3 separate regions of the Rattus norvegicus genome follow, and all the other regions are linked to region 1. A link is a contact called in public Hi-C data. All regions are on one chromosome and are shown on one strand. The core of a region is the stretch at or near the end of the contact, and the rest is flanking DNA. Distances in the headings are between cores, read along the strand shown. Region 1 holds the start of Bmp2k (BMP-2 inducible kinase). Region 2 overlaps LOC134481719 (a long non-coding RNA gene). Region 3 has its middle 68 kb from the start of Bmp2k.

Evidence for each region. A called contact is a pair of places that touch in the nucleus more often than the background predicts.
Region 2: a contact with region 1 is called in a Hi-C map of frontal cortex, with 2.4 times the contacts expected there. The contact joins the enhancer-like site here to the promoter of Bmp2k in region 1. A contact is called at or near these places in 2 of 12 Hi-C or Micro-C datasets (frontal cortex and psoas muscle).
Region 3: a Hi-C map of the A7r5 cell line shows a contact between it and region 1, with 2.7 times the contacts expected there. The contact joins the enhancer-like site here to the promoter of Bmp2k in region 1.

What each region holds. Positions count from the first base shown.
Region 1 is chr14:12,879,832-12,884,680 of GRCr8, forward strand. It overlaps Bmp2k (BMP-2 inducible kinase), which reads right to left and starts at 2,826. Exons shown (of 16, transcript NM_001419798.1): 1 at 2,444-2,826. The coding sequence starts at 2,612.
Region 2 is chr14:12,973,170-12,978,018 of GRCr8, forward strand. It overlaps LOC134481719 (a long non-coding RNA gene), which reads right to left. Exons shown (of 3, transcript XR_010057469.1): 3 at 3,850-4,849. Among named protein-coding and RNA genes, the nearest start is that of Bmp2k, 93 kb to the left of the region's middle. Within about 2 kb of position 2,437, at least 32 of the 93 cell types and tissues checked have an H3K27ac peak or open chromatin away from gene starts, as enhancers often do.
Region 3 is chr14:12,948,510-12,953,358 of GRCr8, forward strand. No RefSeq gene overlaps it. Among named protein-coding and RNA genes, the nearest start is that of Bmp2k, 68 kb to the left of the region's middle. Within about 2 kb of position 2,097, at least 11 of the 93 cell types and tissues checked have an H3K27ac peak or open chromatin away from gene starts, as enhancers often do. A contact at or near this core is called in the A7r5 cell line, where this site is marked.

The sequences.
Region 1 (4,849 bases), core at 1,576-4,075:
GTGTGTTCTAGAAAGGGAAGACCAGCACATTGGAAAGAAGCCTAGGTAGGCCCTGCCTTCTGGAGATTTAAACCTGGCCCCAGGAGCCAGGACGTAAACACAGGAAATTCCGTCTTTCATAAAAGTTCCTTCTGCCTTCGCTTCCTCCTACCACCCGATCACTCATTCAAACCAAGTCAGTAGGTATTTTCGGATTTTTGGTTTTCTTTGTTTTTGAGTCCTGGTCTCTATTTGTAGCCCTGCTGTCTTAGAACTTGTTATGTAGACCAAGCTGGCCTTGAACCCACAGAGATCCACTTGCCCGGTATTACAGGAGAATACCGCCACACCCAGCAATTAATGAAATAAATTTTAATGAGGCAGAAACCAAAAGGTAAAGTGCTTGCCAAACAATCGTCAGGACCTAAATTCAGATCCCCAATTTCCATGTAAAAGCTGAGCTTGTAGCCTTCTTCTGTAAACCCCAGATGCTAGCAGACAGAGAGAACAGGGTGGATCCCTGGATTCACTGGCCAGCCTAGCCAGATGGATGAGCTCTGAGTGCAATGTCTCAAAAACTAAGGTGGAAAGCAACTGAGGAAGACACTGAACACTGCTTTGCACGGAAGTTTACACAGGCATACACGTGCATGCACCCATAGGCACACAAACAGGTACACAAAACAAATACCAGACATAAACACTTAAAGCAAAAGTCAGCGCAAGCCACGCATGTTGGTAACAACCTGCCTGAAATCCCAGCACGGAAAAGCTGAAGCAGAAGATGGAAAATTCAAGGCTTGCCTGGTAACTTTAGCAGGACTCTGCCTCAAAATTCTAAAAGGTGAAGAGTCTGGTGGTATGGGCCTGCCTTCATGCTGGCAGGTGTGCACGTGTATACACACACACGCGCACACACACACACACACACACACACACACACACACTTACACACACTCTTATATACACACACACTCTCTCTCTCACTCTCTCTCTCTAACAGTGATTTCATGGCTTGGTTACTGAGTGTGGGGTAATATATCAAGAGCTGTGTTAAGATTTACAGTCTACTGATGAAATGTTAGTACTTTTCTTACTACTAAAAGATCTGAAACTCAGTGAGAAGAGCTACCACTATTCAAGCTACACTTCAGTGAACTACTAACCAACTGAAAGTATAGTGCGTAAGTTAATAGCCACCAACGCTCAACACCTACCTGACTTAACCCACACCTGAAATTCGTGTGGAATCAATTGATAGCGATGTTTACAATGGAGCAAGCCCATCAAAACCATTCAGACACTCTGAATCTCATCCCTCCACTTCACCAAAGGTTCAGAAAGGGGGATTATTCTGAACAATGGCCTACAAATCCAAGACACACCCCTGATAATGTAAGTCTGCTTTTCCTTTATTTTATAGACAGATGTCCCCCTCAGCTTTTTCTTGTGCTGATTCCTATTGTGCGTGGAATGTCAAAACTACAAGTGGAATCTGTCCAGTTTTCAAACCGTGCCAACACGGAATATCAGAACGTCTCCCTACAGTTTCTGTTTTCTTGATCTGCTTTTTAAAAGTCACTTACATACCAACAAGAAATATTTCTTATGGTTTTTTCCTTAAGATTCTGCATTCAGAACTTCAGAGGTCAAGGCATGCAATAAGAAATCAGAAAGCATTTTCTCCAAGCCAATTACACCAGAAATACAAAACTAAAGTCAAGCGTTTTTTTAAACACGGAGTAAACTTTGTTTTTCGTAACTATGCTTTTACATGCTATCATAACCTCCCTCAGACAATAAAAAGAGCCACCAAAAGCCTCACAGGGGAAAGTTAAACTGTTCCACTTTGCCTGTTAAAGTACTAACAAAATGACACACAGAGAGGACAAAAACAGGACCTTGTGCAGAGAAGATTCTAAACAACGAAGATAAATGTACTTCAAGTTTACTCCCCCACGCCACCCGCAAACAGCCACTTAACTGAACTTGGAAAACCGTGCCAAAATACACACACACACACACACACACACACACACACACACACACATCTACATACATACAGCCCTATACAGAGGCTTGGGAGTCCTGTTTGTTTTGATTTTTAGCAAACAAACCCCAGCGGTGTCCACTGCCCTGGGTGTCCGGGAAGCTCAGACCCGAAAGCAACGCAGGACACCCGCCAGAGCCCCAGCTGGCAAAGCAGTGTCCCAGCAATACTCCATCTGACCCTCTAATGAGTCACGGGTCCAATCATGACACCACATCACTTACTGGGACGTCTTCTATTTCTTTCCTCGCGCCAGGAAGAACAGAGAACGATTTCAAACTCCTAAGCAGGCAACCGTGCCCGCACCGGAGCTGCCAACGGCTTCACGCCGGAGCCACTCTCTAGCCGCCGAGCCGGCCCCGCAGCCGCCGCCACACCCCGGCCTCCCTCACCTGCCTCCCGCCGTGCCCCTACCTTCGGCCAGCGACTCCTCCAGGGTGACCTGATAGCGGCCGACGGCGAACACCCGGACCCCCATGGACGAGCTTCCGAAGCCGCCGCCGAGCCCGGAGCCCGCGGCCCCTCCAGCCGCCGCCCCGCCGCCGCTGCCCTCCGACTTGGGCATCCGAGAGAACTTCTTCATGGTCCCGCCGGCGCGCTGGAGGGCACCAGGAGGGCACGAGGGCGCGCGAGGGGCGAGAGCCCGACCCGCGCGGCGCGCAGCGGAGCGCGGGGCGCGGCCGACCGTCTGTGAGGGGTCGCCGCCCTTCGCGCGCGCGAGCGTCGGTGCGCAGCGGCTCGCCGCGCCTCACATTCCGCGCGTCCCGAGCGCGCAGCCCCGGCCGCCCGCTGCAGCTGCCCAGCGCCCGCAGAGCCAGCGGGAGGGCGGGGCCGGGGCGGGGCGAGGGCGGGGCCTGGCGAGCGGGGCGCGAGCCGCCCGGGAAGAGGGAGGGGCCGGCCGAGGTGGGCGTGGCGCTAGGTCCCGCGGCCTGCGCGCCCTGGAGACCGCAGCTCGTTCGCGCCGGGCTCACACCGAGGCCGCCCGCCTCTTGCGGCTGTTGGGGGGTGCGGCGCCGGTGCCAACCGCTTGCAGAGCCGGGCGCCGGGCGCCGCGCGCAAGCGCGCTGTCCGCGCCGCCGGAAGTGACGGTTCCGGCCCGTGTCACGTGGAGGAGGAACGGGCACATCTCCGTGGGGGCTGGGGCTAGGAGTGAAGTCTGGGGTCCCGGTTACTAGGAAGTGGTCCCCACGCGGGTCAGCGGGGCTGCTGGGGTTGGAATTGTGTATGTCGCTCTGGGGTCCTTAAATGCGGCCAGCAGCTTGACCCACTGTCGGAAGCTGCCCGCTTCGAGTCTCAGCCAGTTTTCCATACTCTCCCGAGAGAATCGGTTTTCCAGGCACCCTGGAGCGTGGGCGGAGGAACAGCGCGAAGCTCGCAGGTTCCCACGGGGCGACTTGCAAAGCCCAGGTGTCCTCGCACTGTACCGGATGTTTGCTCTCGGAAGCGTTCTGCGGTTTAAGAATTACTTGGGAGAGCTTTAAAAGCTCTCTTGTGTGCAGTGTAGAAGCCGTGCGATTGTGTTCAAAAACAAATACGGTATTAAGATCATTTTTAAAGATCATTAATCGCTATTGGCTGGGGAAAACCTAACCCTATCGCCCAAGGTCACACTGCTGGCTTGTGGCCTGGAGCATCAAAAATCTTAGTTACTCGCTTTCAACCATTCTGAAAAAGTAGGTTAGGGTTAGATCCTTACAGTCGGGCAGCTTTAGAGGCAGCTTCTGATCCCACCCAAACTAAAGATTCTCCTGTTTGAAAAAGAATGCCTGATTGCCTCACTTTTCATAAACTGTAAGAGTCTCATGCCTGCGGGATGGGCCCAGGAATGCGGTCAGAGGGTATGTGGTACTGGAAAGGATGGCAAAATGGAGAAAAGGTGGAAAGAGAGAAGACGGGACTCTGGCTCTAGCCCCACTTCCTGGAGATGGAATCACCTATAGCCTGAGCGGGCCTGGACCTCATTACCTTCCAGAGATAGCCTTAAACTTGTGATCTCCCTGTCTCTGCCACTGTGCCCCCCTAGTACTGGGATTATGAGAGCATGCATCACTATCAGGCCTAGCGCAGCCTCCCTTCCATAGCCCAAGTCTAATCCTAGCCGAAGCAAGAGAACCAAGAATTAGCGGCCAGGCTGGAATTCGTGGCAAGATCTTTTTATTTAAAATAACTATAATTATTATTAAAATAATAAAATAATAACTGCTTGAAGTTTCCAGCTTCTTAAGCTAAAAATCTAAATTTTTACCACCCATTATATAAAATTTCTCCAGTTTTCTTGATTGTTTCCCAATTCCAGCGAACACCCATGAAAGTAGATGAGGACCATACAATCACCACCATTTTCTTTATCTTTTTTTTTTTTTTTTTTTTTTTGGTTCTTTTTTTCGGAGCTGGGGACCGAACCCAGGGCCTTGCGCTTCCTAGGTAAGCGCTCTACCACTGAGCTAAATCCCCAGCCCCTTTCTTTATCTTTTTAATGAGTTACGGGGCAGGGGCATTAGGAAATGTGCTTAAGCAAAAGACTTTCAGCTATAACCCTCTGTTCACTCTTCCCTCTGCTTTTTGAAAAGCAGCTGCTTCTCCAGTGCTCAAACAGTGCTCCAGATTTCGGCATTTCTGCCGCATAACCCACTAAACGGGCATTCTTCATCCAAAGGCCTGACCTTTAAAGTACATTCCAGCTCAGTGGAAGTCGGATTGGATGTCAGACGGTTGATGTGTTGTGGCACTTGGGAGTTTCCATTTAGAAATGAGCTGGCCATCTTCCTCACTGTGAGAAGCCACAGGAGTCTCGTCCCCTCCAACAGTTAGTTGTGTGTT
Region 2 (4,849 bases), core at 1,187-3,686, 93 kb after region 1:
TAGCGTGCTTAGAAGGGAGTCATTACCTTTGCGCTGTGTTGGAATGGAATTTATTGGTCCTGTCAGCCATCACCTGTCTGCGTGCTTAATTATTTTTATGCTCTACTTTGCAGAGGATGACAACGTGGTATTTTTTCCTCTCGTTATACAGAAGTCAAATATTAGAGGAGAAAACCATGAAGCTCCTTCCTGGAAATACTGTAAACCACAACACAACGGAGGGACCGAAGGAGTTTCCCGTTGTTCATCTTAAGCACCGTGGTTAGACTCAGCCTCTTTCTAGACTCTTGTCAAACTGCAGCCAATCCAAGGGATGCCCTATTTGCTGCAACAAAAGAAAGTGGGCATCCTTACTCCTGCTGATTTCACACTGCTCTGTATGCGTGTGTGTGTGTGTGTGTGTGTGTGTGTGTGTGTGTGTGTGTACCACAAATGGACACTTCCTCAATCACTCTCCACTTTATTTATTCAGACTACTCATTGACTGAACTGGGCTTTGCCAGTTTGTCCTTGCCTCTGACTTTCCAGTACCACAGATACAGGCACACTTCCTTTCCTGGCTTTTTAAGGTGGGCTCTGTAGATTTGAACTCAGGGCCTCATACTTACGCAGCAAGTGGTTTACTGACTGAGCCAAGTATTCTCTTTAGCAGTCCCTGCGGCCTGCCCTGTCAATTCTTAACGACCTTCTGAAACAGGCTTTGTCCTTTGGATTGTAGACGACCATCTATCTACCTACAGAATCACTTCACACACTCAACCTGGTTATTCCCTGGAGATCCAGTATTATCCACACCGCCACAGTACTTCACTGGCCTCACCACCAGCCGGATAAACACCACGCTTTATACAGAGTCTCTCATTTAAGCCCTTCAGCAACTCTACAAGGTGAATTGTCCTGTTCAGCTTTTCCCGCTATTGAAATAGCATGCAGGATGCAGGTGACGCAGGTGGGACTAGAACCCAGGCAGTCACTCAGCTGCCGTTCTCCAGCCTCTCCTAACTCCCACACAGATAGTGTGGAGCATTTGGGCAAGTAGAGCCTGGCACAGGACAGAGCCCACACACAGAAGGGCTCTGCCTGACCCTGACTTTCTCTGAGTTCTTTCAGTGGTAAGAAGCTTTGTTCATTTCCTTTGTGCTCCAATTGGCTTTTGATAATTTTGTCCACACAAAATGCCAGAGACGGCCCAGACTGTACTCGTTAAGGGTTATCATGTCTCCTGTCAGTTGTTTACAAGAAGGGATCTGCTTGGCCTTGGCTACTTTTAACTGAAGTCATTTTAGGAGAAGTCAAGAGTCACAAAAGCAGAGCTTTAAGAAGTTTCATGAGTATCTTCTGTAAATGAAAAGAATAGAAAAGAACAAAGTACAGATTCAATTACAAGCCTCGTGTTGGCTTTGTGGGCACGAGTGGTGTGTGTGTGTGTGTGTGTGTGTGTGTGTGTGTGTGTGTGTGTTCAGGTACATGTGCATTATTCATGTGTTTGCATGTGTGGAGTCCAGAAGCTGATACTGGATATCTTTCTCAATCACCAATGACTCTTCACTTTTTTTTTTTTTGTTGTTGTTGTTTTTAATGGTTTTTAACATTTATTTGAAAATTTTCTGGGCAAAACTGTCTCTACTCAATCTCTCTCTCTCTCTCTCTCTCTCTCTCTCTCTGTCTCTCTCTCTCTCTCCCTCCCTCTCTCTTCCCTCCCTCCTTTCTTTTCTTTCTACTTTTTTGGCAAAACATTTTTATTGAATATTTTATATATTTACGTTTCAAATGCTATCTCCTCTCCCCCCTCTCCCATCCCCTCTTCCTCTCCCCCTGCTTCTATCAAGATCCTCTCACTCCCACCCACCCACTCCCACCTCATTGCCCTGGCATTCGCCTACACTGGGGAAATGAGCCTTCTATGAGGCTGGAGCCATGCATCCCTGCATGTATACTCATTGGTTGGTGTTGTAGTTCCTGGGAGCTCTGGGGTGCAGGGTGGGGGAGTTGGTTGTTTGGTACTGTTGTTCTTCCTATGGGGTTGCAAAGTTTTAAGGCAGGGCTTCTCACCGAACCTGGAGTCCGTAGTTTCAACTAGACTCACTGTCTAGGAAGTGCCAGGGGTCCGTCCTCTCAGCCTCCCAGCCCCGCCCAGGGATTACAGGTTTATGCTGCTGCTCCTCCATTTTTTCTCACGGGTGCTGGGATGCAGACTTAGGTCTTCACGCTTGAATTGGAAGTATTTTGCCCACAGAGCCTGTAATGATGGCTTTTGAATGGTGGTAAATATCTCGGGGAAACTAAATAGCCCCACTGCAGAGCCAATGAAAGTCTTTACGAGGAGAAAACTAAGGCAAGAGGAGAGTGGAGGTTGGGCTTGTAGCTGACCGGGTGCCAGGCAGAAGCCCTGTTAGGTAAGAGGAACTTTCTCATTTGATGAAAACAGGCAGCCAAGGGAAAGTCTCTGCATGGTGGGATGACAACAGATTTACTGGGTTTTAGTGTTTGGCTGTGAGTTCTGAACAACAGAAGCAGGAAGGAAGCAGCTCTGTACGGCATCTGGCCTCTTGGGAAACCTCGAGATGGGGCACAGGATAAGCCCAGTCTTCTCCTGCCTCACGTGCTCCTCATGGAATCCTGAAATGCACCGGCTTTCTCTTAAAAGACAATTTCCAGTGGTGAAAAATGACCACCACCTAAATAGAAGGTTCCGGGTGTCAGGGACCTAGCTGATCTCTTTCCTGAGCACCTGGAGCACAAACATTGCTCAGAGGAGGAAGATTTGAGGAACAAACACTTCCGGGGCTTAAGAGTAGCCAGAAAAATATCTGGGAGATTTTTTTTTCTGTTATTCATATGAATAAAGATAACAGAGACGAAGGACAAGAAGCAGGGAGACCAGAGAGACAGAGACACAGAGAGAGGAGAAGTAGGAAGAGATGGAAGAGGGTAAGGAGGAGAGGACGAGGGGGAGGGGAGGAGCAGGAGCAGAGGGAGGAGGGGGAGGGGGAGGAGGGGAGGAGGGGAAGGAGGAGGAGGAGGGAGAAGTTAGAGATCATTCCTCATCTGTTATGACAACTGAGTTATTTTTGTTCATATCTATTTTGTATTTGTGACTTCCTTCAGAAAAGATGTCAGATGATTATGATGAAATAGTCCTCTGTGTGTGTGAGTGTGTGTGTGTGTTTGTACAGCTGTGTCTGTGTTTGGGGTTGACTTTAATTCTTCAGTTCTGCTGAAGTGACTTCCCTACTTCTCCTGATTCAGCAGGGAGCACTTAGAATTATAAGAAGCAGGATTAGCTCACAAACAAAACAGCCCATCCCTGCCTAATAACACAGCTTAGTGATAATGAGGGCAAGGCACTCTGGGAAGGCCACTCCCCGTCAGAAGTCTTAGGACATCTAAATTGGGAGTTGGTGATCTTGTAAACAAATTCAAGTTACCTTCCAGCAAAACCCCAAACTACTTGTTGGAGATGGGTTTTGGCTAGGAGATGTGAATCCAGATCAAAATCAAAAGCCACATAAATACTAAAATAGCCAGAACAGAGACACAGTCATTACAGGAAACTCATGAGGCTTCAAAGGAGGTTTGAAGAAGGAAGAACTGCAGCCAGAAGAGCTGGTGGCGTTGCCGGTCTGTACTGGAAATGTCGACATCCTCTGGAGAGGAAGAGGAAGGAGTTAGCAGTGCCAGACGAGCAGCTGGACAATGACAAGACAGGAAACCAGGCTGCTGATGACAGTGAACTGCAAACCCGGAGGAGGGACGCATCAAAGCTACCGGGCCGCTGAAGACTGGGGCAGGGACAAAGTGAAAGCCATGAGGGGCTCAGAACCAGTCACAGGCTGCACACACACGATCTAGTGGGTAGCCAGGTCTCCATTTATTTCTGTTGAAATACCACGAAAGGGCCTTAGTCCTATTGCAGTCATCCCAGGAATAGACTATTGCATTTCGCACCGGCTCAAACATTGCCTCAAAGAGAAGCCATTCAAATGTGAGAGACTACCATTATAGATGTCTCAACACAGTGCTGGTTAATGATTCCAGGTAACACTGAGTCTTTGTCCCCAGTACTTTATGGAAAATATAATTCAACCCCAAGGTTAAAAGACCAAGACTGACCAAGTGTAAGGAACAAATATTGGCAGTCTTCCTCCAGAGCTCAGGATCTAAGCCCCCCCACTCCATCTTGCCTAAGAAGCCGGGTGGATCTATGGCATTGTCCTGAACAAACTTCCATCTCATTTCTATTTATATCTGCTCTACTTGCCAGAATTCCTGTCACTGTCCCTTGCCAACCTTTGCAGGGACAGACAGCAGCTAAATGCTCAGAATTGGAGAGCAACCCAAGAGCCCAGAAAGTGGTCTAGGTTAACAAAGCCTGGAATAGAAGAGCACGGAGTGAAGTGAGCCGGAACAGAGAAGTAAACAATGACCCCCTAGCAAAGTGGGTCGGTTCAGATAACCCCTCAAGGAGCAATTTTACTCATCTTCTCGGAAAGTTAGAGGTGGAATGAATCCTTCGACCAGATGAGGGGGTGATCGATAAGCTCTTATTTAAGAGTCTAGCCATATTTGGGGGGAAGGCTACCTTACCAATAATCAAATGTAACTATTGTTAGTTAACAACTCGATGTAGTTAAGTGATGTAGCAAGGCTTAACTACTTTGTGGGTTCTTCTTTCTTCCACCCCTTTCGACCCCCCTAACACTAGATGGGAGAGAAAAGGGGATAGAAAGGAAAGTGGGAGTGTTGTCATTAATAGGTGGGACGGCTCCTGTTAATGGGGGGTTGAGTTCCTTGGGGCCAGTTTGATCTTTGCTGTCAGGATATCTAATTTCTTCTTGCTGTTTCTTTT
Region 3 (4,849 bases), core at 847-3,346, 68 kb after region 1:
GAGCCTTGGACGTAGCCCAGAGGAGAGAGGGATCCTAAGATGTAAGCATTGTTAGCCTTGGGACAAGCCTGATCTGGGGGGGATGCACATATACACATGTGAGAAGAACAATTAACTTTCCTTTTTCTATCACAGTCCTATTCCTATTCCTACGTCACAGGCTGCTCCCCTAGTCGTGTGTTGGTGAGGTATAGGTCCATAGGCTATAGTGCTGACAGCTGCTGAGGGGTGTAATATTGCCCAAATTTGTATATCTCCTCCAAATGGGTTCATTCTGTTTATGTGACATCTTTCATCTTAAGGAACTACCTTACAGAGGCTTCTTGTCAATTAGCAACACGAGCATGGTATGGAAGAAATTGTGTCGTAAAGGTAACTTCATGGGGAGAGTTCAAGAGGCCTCCGCCAATCTCATTAATTTGGTAGTATGCATCAAGGTCCCAGCTGGTGAGTCATTAGCAGTGGGAAATTACTTCCTTATAGGAAGGCCAAAGGGAAGATGCTGACGGCTTTCCTCTAACGATCTGCAGCCGACAGCAGCTGGTTCATCTGCTCAGAGGTTCCCTCCTGTCATCCGGTAGGCAGTCGCTGCGTGATCTGAACACAGCCAGCTGGGAGGAGGCAAACAGTCTTTGCAGTAGCAGACAGGAGACAACAGCCAAGGGGGGAGGAGAGAAAAAAGAGAGGGACCCAGGGCATAGAGATAACCCACCTTACCAGTTTAACACCAGTCCAAAAGGATATATAGAACATGGAGCGGATATTAGAAATTTAGCTTGCCTGACAAGCAGCATTACAGTTTTAGGAGAACTGATTACATTTGGCATAGAAAGTGATATTTAAGATATATAGGCATTATCCAATTAAGGGAACTTTGGAAGGAGTCCATACCCAGCCACCTGCCTAGAGGATCTAGGACTTTAAGTCATGTTGGATCATAGCCAAATGTGCATCTGTCACCCAAATGTCCGTGACTGCGTTATTCGGTCCGTGGGGAAGAGATTTGGTGAGGGCTTGAAAGGAACTTTCTGGTTTTTTTCTTTTGTTTTTGTTTCTTTGTTTTCTCTTTTATTTTCCTCGAGGATGACATAGCAAGTCAGGAGGAGGAAGTCACTGGTGCCTACATCGAAGGCCACCAACTCACAAGCCCCAAGTGACACGGACGAGATGCCATTTAAGTAAATGTGGGTATCACTGCTATCAATGGCTTCACTAAAATTTACCGCACGCAGTCTCATGATATCTCACCAGATGGTGGAAAGTGAAACCCGTCAGCCACTGGTCATCCACACTACTACAAAGAACTGCATGTGGAGATTGTAACCTCTCCTATGCTTTGAGGTTTTTCATAAGTGAACCGAGCACCTTTCAGAAAGTTCCAGCTTTCTGCTCATCTACGAACCACCTTTGAGACCAGGGGACAACAGTGCTAGAGGCTTCTAATCCAGGACGCCGAAGCTACAGGGGAGCCAACAAGTGTGGTCATCTTAGCAAGTTACAGTGTCATTACCCACCAGCCTAGCCAGGTCCTGTGGTGAGGGACCCTGTGGGAACCTTGACCATCGGTTAAACAGGTCAGTTATGCATTCTGTGCCAACTTGGAAGGATGATATCATTTGGCATGACTCTGTATTGGCTGGGCAGGTTTCCCAGTGCCTGTGTGACACATGGGTGCTTCCTTGTACATTAGCAAAAGAAGCACATATTTGGATGATGGTGTGGGAAAGGGAGGAGAGTGAGGATGTATAACTCTCTGTTCTAAAATTCTCTCTCTCTTCCTCTGTCTCTGTCTCTCTGTCCCTCTGTCTCTCTCTGTCTCTGTCTCTCTGTCTCTGTCTCTGTCTCTTTCTCTCTCTCTCTCTCTCTCTCTCTCACACACACACACACACACACACACACACACACACACTTAGAAACATTAATCACACTCCCTCCCATCTCTCTCTGCCTCTCTCTCTCTCTTTCCCTCCCTCCCTCCCTTCCTCTTTCTCTCCCCCCCATCTCTCTGTCTGTGCTGAGGGCATGCACAGGCATGCTCACATAGCTCCTGGGGTCAGCTCTCTTTGTCAACCCTTACATGGCTTCAGGGGACTGGACTCAAGTTGCCAGGCCTGTTCAGCAAACACCTCTACAGGTCGAGCCATCTTGACAGCCCGAATTCTGGGCCTGGCTACTTCAGAGATTTTCATGGTTTCTATTTTTGAATTCTGATCATGACTATTAATATTTAAGGAGCCAGAGCTTTCATTTCAAAGAGTTTGCTTTTTTTATTTCTGGAATTCCTTGCGGTTGGCAAGGCTCACTGGTTATAAAAATTCAACTTAAAAGGGGGCGGGGGTAAGCTAATGTTTTAGTTGGTGTTTTTTTTGGGAGTGAGTGTGTGTGTGTGTGTGTGTGTGTGTGTGTGTGTGTGTGTGTGTGTTATTAGCTTACATGATATGTTGTCAGAGATTGATTAGTTCCACAGTAACTTTCTTTAGGCTGGAGAGCTCAGGAGACTGGTAATTTCTCAGTCTAAGAAGCAGGAAGGCCTGGTCAAAAGTGGAAAGCTAGAGAGCCCCTTGGGGAATTATCCACACAGAACTATGCTCAGAAGCTGAAGAAGGTGGAGTGTGTCTCCAAAACTCAATGGCAACAGGCAATAACAACAACAACAACACACCAGACCAAAAAGGCTTCAAGACTAAGGAAAATTGAACAGCTCAAAAGAGGCCAAGCAGGGCTGGAGGGATGGCTCAGAGGGTAAAATCCTTAGAGCCTGACTGGAGTTGGATGCCCAGGGTCTGATGTCTGCAAGTTGCTCTCTGATCTCCACAGACACGCTGTGAATTGTGCATGCCAGCCCTCCACGCACACTAAATAAATAGATGGATTAAAGACATTTAGAATAGAAGAGTCAAGGAATCCCATAAAAGGGTCTTCTGCCACTGTCTCATGGGGCAACGTATTGGCGGGTGCCAACCACAGCGATGGCAGGTTTTTCTCACTGAATTTGCTTCCTGCTTGCCAATGTACTTTGGAAACACTCCCTCAGACACACCCAGAAATGTGTTTTACTAACTTTCTAGGAATCTCTAAGTCCACTCAACAACCACAATTGCCACCACATGACTGATTGCAGAACTAATCGCACTAGCAAAAGACTGGAGACAGCCGGCAAGCCACCTGCCGGAGTCTGATTAGAAAAAATATCGTACAGTCATTGGATGGACTGAGCTCTCACGTAATTGAGAATCGTTAGAGGGTGGTTCTAATGCAAGAGCATTCTGGGTATGAACATCGCTCGCCATTCGTTATTGCCCTTTTTTTTATTGCAGTGTCCCCTCTGCAGGCAGTGTTTTTAGGGATCTTTTCTGAGTTTTTTTTTTTTTAACACACCAACAAATACACATATAGATTCTTGTTTTTCTTCCCAGTTTGCTAAAGAGCATGGTAGCCTGCATGCCACCTTGTCCCTATTTCAGTTATCATGTATTGGATCACTTAGAAGATACAATCCATCCGCTGGCAGGTCTTTATGTCTCACAGTAGTACTGGAAAGCTTTCTTCATGTAAGCCTTACGCATTTCTTGTGTTCACTCTAAAATAGTATATAATTTGTTGCTTTTATTTTCTCTTTCTTTCTCTCTCTTTGTGTGTGTGTTTGTGTGTATGTATATATGTGTGTTCATGTACTGTGTGTCAGTGTGTGTTTTTGTGTATGTGTGTATTTTTTCATGTGTGTATGTATATGTTTGTGTGTGTGTATAGGTGTACACTTGTGTGTATGCCTGTATGTTTGGTGTGTGTGTGTGTGTTTGTGTGTGTATGTGTTCATGTGTATTTTGTGTATATATGCATGTTTGTATGTATATGTATGTGTGTGTTTGTGTTCATGTGTGTGTTTCTGTATATATGTGCATGTGTTTGTGTGTAAGTGTGTTTATGTGTGTATGTATATGTATATGTGGGTATGTGTGTGGCATGTATATGTTCGAGTATGTTTTTGTATGTGTATGTATTTGTGTGTATGTGTATGCTTGTGTGTATGTATGTTTTCATATGTGTGTGGGGTGTATACATGTGTATATGTGTGTATATGTTCATGTGTGTGTGTGTGTGAGTGTGTGTGTGGCTTGTGTATGTTTGAGTGTGTGTGTGCATGTGTGTATGTGTTCATAGGCAGTACCATGGGTGCCACAATGCTTGTGTGATGTCAGAGGACAGCCTTGGACCTCAGACTTAACCTTCCACTTTTTTCTGTGAAATGTTCTCTTTGTTCTTTCCCCCTTATGCATGAGGCAGACTAGCTGCCCATGAGTTTCAGGGGATTCTCCTGTCTTTGTCTACCACCCCCTTACAGGAGTTACATTATTTCTGATGCTCATTCAGAGAAGAATCTTAATTCAGAGACTAAGTGTAAGGACATTGCTGGACTATAACTCAACAAATGCTGTAAGATAATGCACACAACTGTTTTCCTCCTGGATTTCATCGTATGTAGTGTGCGTCTTCCACTGGTTCTTTTTCAGTTGAGCTGTGGTCTGTTTCTTTGGAACTCACTGCCCATTAGACCTCATAGTTGGAGGGATCTGAGGTGCTGAGATAGCCCCAAACTAGGTGTACAGGACCTGTTCTCTCTGGATCCCTCCAACTATGAGGTCTAATGAGGTCCTGTACACATAGTTTGGGGCTATCTCAGCACCTCAGGGTCTATTTATCAGCGGGATCTTTCTGCATACTCATCTAGATTGCTGGTACGGTGAGGACACATCATTTAATGGGTACCTCCTATCCCTGTATTACGGTAGGCAGTCATAACTGGCCAGAAAGGACAAGCATAGTCAGATTACCATATAGTGCTTATTGC